Linked DNA regions of Gossypium arboreum: region 1 is linked to region 2. A link is a contact called in public Hi-C data. All regions are on one chromosome and are shown on one strand. Each heading gives the region's core, a stretch centred on a gene start, on an enhancer-like site or on the middle of the called end of the contact. The rest is flanking DNA. Distances are from core to core; before and after follow the strand shown. Region 1 holds the start of LOC108485235. Region 2 holds the start of LOC108466937 (anthocyanidin 3-O-glucosyltransferase UFGT-like).

Evidence for each region. Hi-C and Micro-C count contacts between places; a contact is called where the count stands out from the background.
Region 1: a contact with region 2 is called in a Hi-C map of leaf, with 2.4 times the contacts expected there. The contact joins the promoter of LOC108485235 here to the promoter of LOC108466937 in region 2. A contact is called at or near these places in 2 of 5 Hi-C or Micro-C datasets (both in leaf).

Annotation. Positions count from the first base shown.
Region 1 is chr2:10,540,770-10,545,868 of ASM2569848v2, forward strand. It overlaps LOC108485235, which reads right to left and starts at 3,745. Exons shown (of 2, transcript XM_017789069.1): 1 at 3,506-3,745; 2 at 2,771-3,409. The coding sequence starts at 3,745. The coding sequence ends at 2,771.
Region 2 is chr2:10,403,993-10,409,010 of ASM2569848v2, forward strand. LOC108466937 (anthocyanidin 3-O-glucosyltransferase UFGT-like) reads right to left here and starts at 2,645. Exons shown (of 2, transcript XM_017767320.2): 1 at 1,883-2,645; 2 at 536-1,571. The coding sequence starts at 2,507. The coding sequence ends at 697. It overlaps LOC108466936 (protein EXPORTIN 1A), which reads right to left. Exons shown (of 32, transcript XM_017767319.2): 26 at 4,787-4,853; 27 at 4,507-4,617; 28 at 4,214-4,321; 29 at 3,993-4,130; 30 at 3,782-3,919; 31 at 3,589-3,693; 32 at 2,865-3,381. The coding sequence ends at 3,259.

The sequences.
Region 1 (5,099 bases), core at 2,495-4,994, 140 kb after region 2:
TAAATAAAATGATAAAGATTTTAAGATTTGATATGTTATTTAATAGTTAAATTAACAATTTTAATAATAAAAGAACATAATTGATATAACATCGATAGTATAGAGATGTAATTAAGACGTTTTGAAATTTGAGACCGATATAGAATTAAAATCATGATTTAAAGATGTATAGTGCAATTAACTCTATAATATAATAATATATGATAAATAAAATAGTAATAAAATATTAATAATAACTAATAAAATTATAGTAAGTATATGCATTCAATATTAATAAATGGAAAAAAAGGAGTGGCAACTTTGATTGCGTATCATAATTTTAAATTATCAAATTCTAATTATTCGTTTACCTTCATAAATATTTAATAGCATGCTTTTAAATTAAATATTTTATTAATATGTTAATCCATTCATTTTCAAACTTTTGTGCTTTTTGTAAAATTAAGCTTAACGTGTAATAATTCCTCAATTTTTTCAAAAATTTAATTAACTTTTTTTCTTGTACTTATTTGGGTACTTGAATTTTCCAAATGCATCAAAAGGCCCTCAAACCTTTTAAAAAAAAAGCAATTAAGCCATTACTTTATTTTGCACTCAATTGGATACTTGAACTTTCAAAATGTATCAAAAGACCCTCAAACTTTTTTAAAAAATAATTAAGCCCATGCTTTTATTAAAAATAGAAAAAAATTATAAAAATTAAAAGCTATAAAGCTATAAATTTTATTAAATTTTAATAAGAAATTTAAATATTAAAATTTATTAAGAATTAAAAAATATAAAAATTGTAAATTTTTTTCTAAAAACTCGTAAAAATTTTAAAATATATAGAAATATAAAAGTTATAAATGTTTATAAAGTCGTAAGAAAATTATACAAAATGTAAAAAATATAAATTTAAGTAAACTTTTTATAAAAATTATAGTACCAAAAGAAACATTTTATAATCTTTCTATAAGTTTCATTACTTCCTTTTTATCATTTTTCACCACATGTCACGTTGTATTAAACACGTGATGACTTTAATTGAAAAACTAGAGGTCGTTAATTTTTATAATTTTTATAAAATTTACAATTTTTATTTTTACGATTTTTATAAAAGAAATTCTAAATTCTCATTTTAAATTTTTATATTTTTATTAAAATTTAATAAATTTTCTAAAATTTATTATTTATTATAATTTTTAAATTTTTAATAAGAGCAGGGGCTTAATTGCTTTTTGAAAAATTTTGAGGGCCTTTTGATGCATTTTGAAACTTTAAGTACCCAATTGAGTGAAAAAAAAGGGCTTAATTTTTTGAAGAAGTTTGAGGGCTTTTTGATACATTTTGAAAGTTCAAGTGCTCAATTGAGTGCAAAAAAAATGAGGGACTTAATTGCTTCTTTTTTGAAAAATTTGTGACCTTTTAGACCCTTAAGCCAATAAAATTATTAAAAAATTAAATATTCAATAAATAATTAACAACATGTTAATAAATTGGCTTAATCAAAACGAAAGTATATCGTTTTTCCCATTATGGTAATTTAAAGTTTTTTTTGCCGATTTCAATCCCTATTATTATCAAACGTTTTTAATTCAATCCCTAACATTATCAAATGTTTCCGATTTAGATGAGTAAGATATCCAACAAATCATAAATTGCCATGTGACACAAGCTAAAGTCATCATTCAAAAACCAAAAAACCTAAAATATATAACTGAAATTATAAATATATATACTTGTCTAAAAATTAAAAATATGTTAGAATTTTTAAAATTGGAAAAAATATAAAAAATCTATAAAAACTATAAACATTATTAGAAAATGTAAAATATAATAAAAATATAAAATTATTAGTAATCATAAAAGATTATAACAAATTATTACAAACTCTAAAAATAGTAAAAATATTGTATCCCATAATAAAGTACACATTCGTTAATTATATTTAAAATATTAAAATTTGTTATAAAATTGTATATTGTAATACAATCAATTTTATAAAATTGTATTAAAAAATTAGATAATTTTTATATCAAATTTGTAATATTTTAAAATATTTCAATTTTAGTACTTTACTAATATTATTGGCAACATTTTTATTTGACTTGATCCCTATTTAATGTTTGGAATAAGCTTCTTTCATCCGTAATCATGCATATCCTCTTTTATTTTAAGTTCTTTAAAATGATTAAACACTCAACAATAATTCTTAAGATGGCCTAGAGACCAATAATTTGTCTTGAGATAGTAAAAATATTATTTAATTGAAATATCATTATTTTTATTGTTTAAATAATTTGAATAAAAAAGTTATCCAAATTTATCACTTAAGAAGTTCTATAAAATAATTATTGTAGGTGGTATCATCTCAAGAGACAATAATCAAAGTTCTAGTTCTAGTAAATATGATTTATAAAATATTAAAATTTCTAAAATTTTAAATTTTAGTTATTTTTCATAATTGTTTTTTTATTTTATATATATATTCTATTTTAATAATTTTAAAAAATTGTAATTTTTTGAAAGATGACATCACTATAACATAATCCTATTACACTATCACAATGCATGATTAATTGGAAATACTAAACTAAAAATAACATTAAAAACTAATGTGGGTAAAAAAAAATTAAAACCAAAGTTGCATTAAGCCTAATAAATTTAATTATTTTAAAATAATTATTATTATAAAAATAGAATGTTGATAATGGTAAGAGAAGAGAGTAAAATAAATCACACAAATTTTACATTTTTTTTTTTTTTGAACAAATCAGGCCATAAAGGCCTAGCTTTCATTAATAGCATCCAGAATTACAAGATCGTGAATCTCTTTTGAATAATTCACATCGAAATTCCAAATACAATTATTACTTAACACAAAATTGCAAATAAAATCAGCAATCTTATTGCTGGATCTAGGCGCCCACTTGATGACAGCTTCCTCAAAGGACCTCAGCTTCTTATAAATGGCTTTAGCTCGCTGACCCAGAAACCTTATATCCTGATCCCTTCTATTAATTTTATTCACTATGTTTGAACTGTCAGACTCGAATTGAACCCTTTTCAAATTCAAGCTTTTTGCCAGGCTGACTCCTTCCTCAATAGTCATCATTTCTGCCCACTCACTATTAAATGTCAAATCTTTAACGCAACCATACCCTCCCAAAACAAAACCATCTTCATCCTTGATAATCACACCCAACCCCATTTTCCCCTCTTCAATGGCAACATCTACATTTATTTTCATCATCTCTCGTGGCGGTTTTATCCATTTACGACCAATAGGTTGATAAGGGAGCATTGGTTTTTCGCTTAAGTTATGGATCTTGAAATCGTTGCTTAACGTCAAAGCTCTAGTCCATTTAGTACTTGCATCCTCCTCTTTACCACGAAATGTAAAGTTCTTTCTGTTATTCCATGAGTTCTAAATGAGGGTGATGAAGTTTTCCATACCTTTTTTATCAAGGATTCTCAAAGCCATCTCCAACCAGTCGATGCATCAATCAAAAACACTGCTGACCAATCTATCGTCAAAACCTCCACATTTCAGTGTCTCCCTCGCAGTTGGGCAGTCCTTTAACGCATGAATGAGCGTTTCAGTCCCACAACGCTGGCAAGCCGGATTCAATGAAGGTTGAATGGTCGCAATTTTTGAATTTGTAGGCAGAATTTCATGACCCACTCTCCAAGCAAAAATACAAATCTTTGGAATGATTTTGAGCTTCCAGATCATTTTCCAGAATAAACGGTGAGGTCCCATGCCTATCTTTTTTAGAATGAGCCAGGAGTACGCAACTTTCCCATGCCTATCTTTTTGAGAATGAGCCAGGAGTACGCAACTTTAGTTGTATATGTGCCATGATGACTATGAAACCAAACCAGCACATCATTCAGACAATGAAGAAAAATGAGGATATTGCAAATTTGCTCTCCCAAAGTTTCTCCATAAATATCATTCACCCTATTCCTGTCCCAACGTTTACTATCCGACATTCACAGTTCATGAACTTTCTTCTCACTAACTTGCTCCTTACTGCATATAAAAGCATCCCCATTAAGGCCTTCAAAGCCCCAATTATCCTTATAAATATCCACACTACTGCTATTTCCCACAAGCCATGCAAATCCTTGTCTTAAACTTCGAACAGCAATGGCAATACTTCTCCAAGTAACAGACGGTTTATCAACATGTTTTGGGCTAAAGAGGTTACCATCCGGGAAGTATTTTGAGCTGACAATATGGTAACAAAGCGTCTCCTTATTATTGAGAAGTCACTATGCTTGTCTTCCGAGGAGATCTAGGTTGAAAAGATGCAAGTCTCTAAAACCGAGGAGTACAAATATTGTCCCATGCCATCATAGTCCAGCCTCGGTCCTTGTTTTTACTCGTCCACCACATTCTGCAAATCCTTGAGTTCATATGTTCAATAATACCATCACTTTGTAATGCCATTGGCAAATGCATAAACTGCTAAGGCAAAAACCCAGTATTTTTCTTGGTTTATCTTCTAAACTTTGAATTTTTTAGTGACGTGATTGAATAAAGGAGTGAGACATACAAAATAAAACTTAAGAGAGCGATATGTTACTTAATTTCTATTTTTTTTAAAAGAAAAATCACACAAATTTTACATCTATTTATAATACAAGAGGAGAGACACTATGTCTATTTATAATTTTGTAAAATCATATTCTAATCAAAGTGAAATAGAAATAATGTAGTAAGGTTAAAACACTTTATTCTAATCAAAACCAAATAGAGGAAGTATATTTCTATACAGATTTTACTTGTGCAGCCTATACCATACCGCAAAGGCCTCTGACCCTCGTAGATCCCCTTATATTGCCACTTGTATTTTTATTTAATAAGAATTTGGGTCACATATCTTTAACAATTATAAATTAGTAGTATAAGATATCTAACATAATAGCAGCAAGTAATGACTCCATAACTTAATAACATAGATACATATTACCAAAAAAAAAAAAAACTAACATAAATACATATAGGGGTATTCAAACGGTCAATTTGGTTATTAACCAAATCGAATTAGCATTAATCGAACTTAAAAATCTTTTATTGTTAACCGAATGAATTTTTTTCAAGCACATTG
Region 2 (5,018 bases), core at 1,395-3,894:
ATTTTATAAAGAATATGTTGATCCGTAATTGTATAAATCTCAATTACATTTTTGAAGAGATCTAACCATATAAATTGCAGGCGCTTCCAATCAAAAAATTTCCTGCTCCCAACAATCGAAATAATACCTTCATAGCAAGATTGAAATATCACCATCTCCAAGGGTCTTGGCCCTGCATTAGACACTCCATAAGCATTTGAATTTGCTCATTTCACAAACCTCGTCGAAACTAACCCACATCATTTTAAAATCTACATGTACACGTTTTAAAGATGATATTAATGCATTCAAAAACAATATAATTATATTATTCTACCTTTTAAATAATACATATTTTATTAACATTAAAACATGCAATTTTATTTGGATATATACAAACTTATATCTTGTCAATAATTCAAATGATGCCATTTTATTTTATTTTTATTTTTATTCATTAAATGCAAACCCTGTTACTTTTTATCAAGATAAAGACTTTTCTTTTTCTTTTCTTTTGTAATACAACAAAAAAAACTAAGACAAAACAGAATTAGAATTATTCCATCAGCAAACTTAACATTAAAATTGAGACCGTTTCAAATATTCGCATGTTACTAATACTAGCAACCGAAATTTGTCATTTATTTAATACATAAGAAAGACATAATTAATTTAAACATAAACCTCATGATTCCACACACTTAACGAAAACCAAATCTAGGCATGATTTTGGCTACATACCAAATCCAACAATTTCTTGAAATTTTTAGTGGAGCTTCCGTTTGCTCCAACTGATATTTGTGCAAGTGCAACAACTTCCTTCAAATTTTCTCTCATTTTCTTCCCTTTTTCTTGTGCCAAAATTAGATCCAAGCTCCTCATTATTCCATTCTTCGTCAAAACTCCACTCTCAATAATCACACCAATTTCCCATACATCCTCCACCATTCTTCCATTCACCCCGTGATCCCCAAAAAACGGCCTGAAAATCATTGGCACCCCACCTGCTATGCTCTCTACTAGTGAGTTCCAACCGCCATGAGTTATGAACACCCCAACAGCACCATGGGCTAGCACGTCTCTCTGGGGAGCCCATGGAACTACCATACCATTTGCCCTTTCTAGGAACCCATTGGGCAGATGTACCTTTGATTTATCTCTAAGAGACCATATAAAAGGAACCTGGCTAGCCTCTACTGCTTCTGCTAGCGCAACAAGTTCATTTGGAGGTGGGGTCACAACTGATCCAAAGCTGATATACACCACTGTTGCAGCTTTTTGCTTGTCGAGCCATGTCAGGCAACCATATGGATCTGGAACGGATGGTGGTGGTGTTGCAAGGATGAAAGGTCCAACATTCAGGTATTGCTTGAACTTGGATTTCAAATCAGTTGTCCTATCAGGGTCTAGTTCTTCACAAGAGTTTAGGAAGACTGCAGTTGCCTCTGGTAGAACTTGGCCCATTCGATGCAGCATGCGCGAGAAGAATGATTCCAAGTTTCCAAAGACAATTCCTTCAGGCAAGTCACGGATTCGTACTTTAGACATTCCAGGAATGAAGTTGAGGGTTTCATCTTCTCGCCCAACGATGCCTGTATAATTTACATGTACAGATGTGGATAAATCCATATTTGAAACCCATATGTATATGTTCATAACATTGTACACAAGCTAGAAGATAAATGGTGGTGCATGTCAGCTTTGAAGTCATTGAAATGAGATATCTATCTATCGGCCAAAGGTAGATTATTTAAGCTATAGATAATATACTATTTTTTCTTCAAAATGTTTCCCTTATTTTGCAGCTCTCCATTTTTTTGACAGATTTTTAAAGTACACTTTGATGGAAAATGCTTAAAGTTGAAACTTAGGTGAGAAAAGAACAAAAAGAAAGGGAAGTTACCTCCAACACCAAATTTTTCCCTTATTAAATCAGTATAAACATGGGAAGAGAGGGAGCAAGCCCCTGCAGTCCAAAAGGATACCCAAGGCACACCATTCTCCACCGCTATCTCTTTGGCAAACCAAAAGAAAGCATCAGCAACCAAGCAGCTCACTTTCCTCCCAGTCTCTTCCACTGCCAGTTCCATTGCCTTCCTCAGATTCTGGGGTGCAGCTTCCATGAACAACTCGATGTCCTCCTGAGGCTTCCCCACGAAAACATAGCCTTCAGGTACTCCATCGTCTACGTTATAAGCTTTAACGTTCGGTGGTGTTAGTTGGGATGCGGAGAAGAAGATAGAGTTGTTGGATTGTGCAGTGCCGAAAAATGAAAACAAGGTTTTTGGGGACGCCGAGGCTAGCCGGTTGATGATGGCGAGGAGTGGAGCAGCGTGGGTGCCGTGAGGGAATGCGAGAACAGCAACATGGGTATCAACAAGTTTTGACATCACTGCTGCGCGGGAAAGGTTGAGTTTGGATGGGTAAGGGCAGGAAACTGTGTTATTATATAGCCATAGGCCCGTCCAGGTTGGTAAAGGTGGTGCCGTACACTGATAATTTGAATATACAAGATTGGGGGTTAGCATACGTCAGTGTATTCCTCCACGCCTCTTCAATCAATGATTAGTTGACAGAGAAAATAGAGCTGGGATTTGACATAGTTCGCTCACCATTGAATTAGTGTCATCGAACGATGCACATGCCAACCCCCGTTATTTTTTGTTGTTGGACAGTGCGTCTGCTTTCCGCCATAATTAGGTTTGTTTTTTAGATAAACCAACCCCCACGAACACCAGACTTCAGATAAGAAAATTGGAAGCAAGATTTTAAAAGATAACCAATGTTCATTACCTTCACTTGAAATTGTGAAGTTAAAAACAAAGACAAAGCAGTGTAGCGTGTAGTCAAACACTTTCAATCAAATCTAAAAAAGAAGAGAAAGGTTCTCTGCACAAACCTCTGCCGTTAGTATTTCCTTTTTAAAACCTATAGGATGAATCAACAATACTTGAAAACAAGTCATCTAAAAGATCTTCAGTGCATCCCAACTATCATGATGAATACAAATATCAAGCTGGAGCTAGGAAAGGATTACAATGACCCAGATCGTACTACGTCAAACACCTAAATATTCTACACATCACCGAACCGCCACATATATAGCCCGTGTGCAACCACCATTTTCAACAAAAATAAGAAACCTTGGGAAAAACAATGGGTGAAAATGCTGTATCAGATCTGATTACATTCAGGGATACAGGTCATACAACCAAGGCGCAACCTTAACTCCCAAGTCAAAATTAAACAAATTAGCCTCCATGCCAAAATTAGCCACATCTACGAATCCAACATCTCATCTTGTATCTCATTTGGGGCAATAAGCCCTGGGATAGAAAGCATCCGTTGTCGCTCTCTTTCCCTCTGTAGGGCAGCTTCTTCTGCATAGAGATCTTTATTGTCCTGCAGAAAGTAGAATCACATGATCAATTCGTTCATCAAAGCAAACTACATACAGAGGTGATAATTGCTCCTATCAAAATACCAAAATGGAACTTCCAAGTTTCAACTAAAACTAACAGTAGATTTCAACCCCACAAATGCTAAGCATGGACCAATTTACATAATCGTTAGCATAGGAGACCTCTCCTTTTTCTTTCAAAGCTTTACCTGAGCTGAAAATTCTTTTGATTGCACAAGGAAGTCCCGTATGTGATTTTTAAAAGTGGACAAATCATTTCTCGAGTCAAATAATCCATTCACAAATTGAGAAACCTGAAACCCACATCATATCAGTGATGCCAACTCAGTAAATAAAACAAAAAAAAAAAACAATAGATTGGAAGTGAACCAGTCATTGTACCTCAGCAGCAGTCATGTTGGGGAATGATGTACTCAGAAGCTTTATCGTGTATTCACGAACAAACATTCCATTGTTTGGATATGGATATGGAACCGTAGCAGCATCCCACAATGGCTCAGTCAACAAACCACTCTCAACCTGAAAATAATGTCAAAGACTAAGATTAAACTAATGCAAATCAGAGAAATCAAGACACAGCAAAATACTTTACCAGGCAGAACAGGTGCTGCAAAACCAAGACATGCAACTTGAAGCCAGGTTTGTGAAATGTGTCTGTCAAGACGGCAAATATTTCTTGCTCAATTGACAAAAAGTATGTTCGGTAGAACTGGTTGCAAAATTCAGAAGCCTAGCAAGGTGCAAAAACCAAAAACTCAGAATCTTTATGTAAACACAAGCTATCAACCATGAGAAACCCCTACATTGTCAGACCTGAAAGTTTTTTAGCATCTCCAATAGAAGATTTAGACCAGTTTCTGCAATATTCCTCTCTGTATGCCGGAATGCCCAAATGATTGAATCCATAACAAGCTTTAATTGCTGATGCAGATGCAAGGAAAAAACAATAGTAATAAACAATGATTGCCATGAAACTCTTTCAAACATCCAAAAATAAATGACATTAGATAGTATATTATTGAAACAGAAATTTAAAGACATACTTCATGTTTTTAATTAAATAAGAGCTACAAGAGATCAGCAAAAAGAAGAAACACAAGACCAACCTGACTTGATAACCGTATAAGTGCAGCAAAACAATGAGTAGCAATGGCACGAAGCAGTGAAAAGAATTTGAGGCGATGTTCTGGGTAATCTTCGAAATTTTTGGTTATCATCTGCAGGACACGGCAACAAGAAGTTATAGACAGCTTTTGCCTGTAGCACCACATCCTAAGCTTTAAGGAGCTCATGCAACACCCTCTCAACCCATCCCCCATGAGTAAGATTCCTCCTTTCAATAATGCATGCTTAAAATAAATATAAATATACAGATAAAAGACTCACCTCCAGTGTGCACTGAAAAACAGCTTCAAATAGACGGGGAACATCATCTATCATTGCAACTTTATACCTTCATGCATAAATAACAGAATAAAATATAAGAATTGCAAAGATTTGATACTAAAAATGACAATAAAAATAACAGAACAAAGTATAAAGAAAAGGCATTACTTCAGCAGGTAACAGTACAATAATGAAACCATTTCCATCCACAAGGGACCAAGAAAGAAATAGC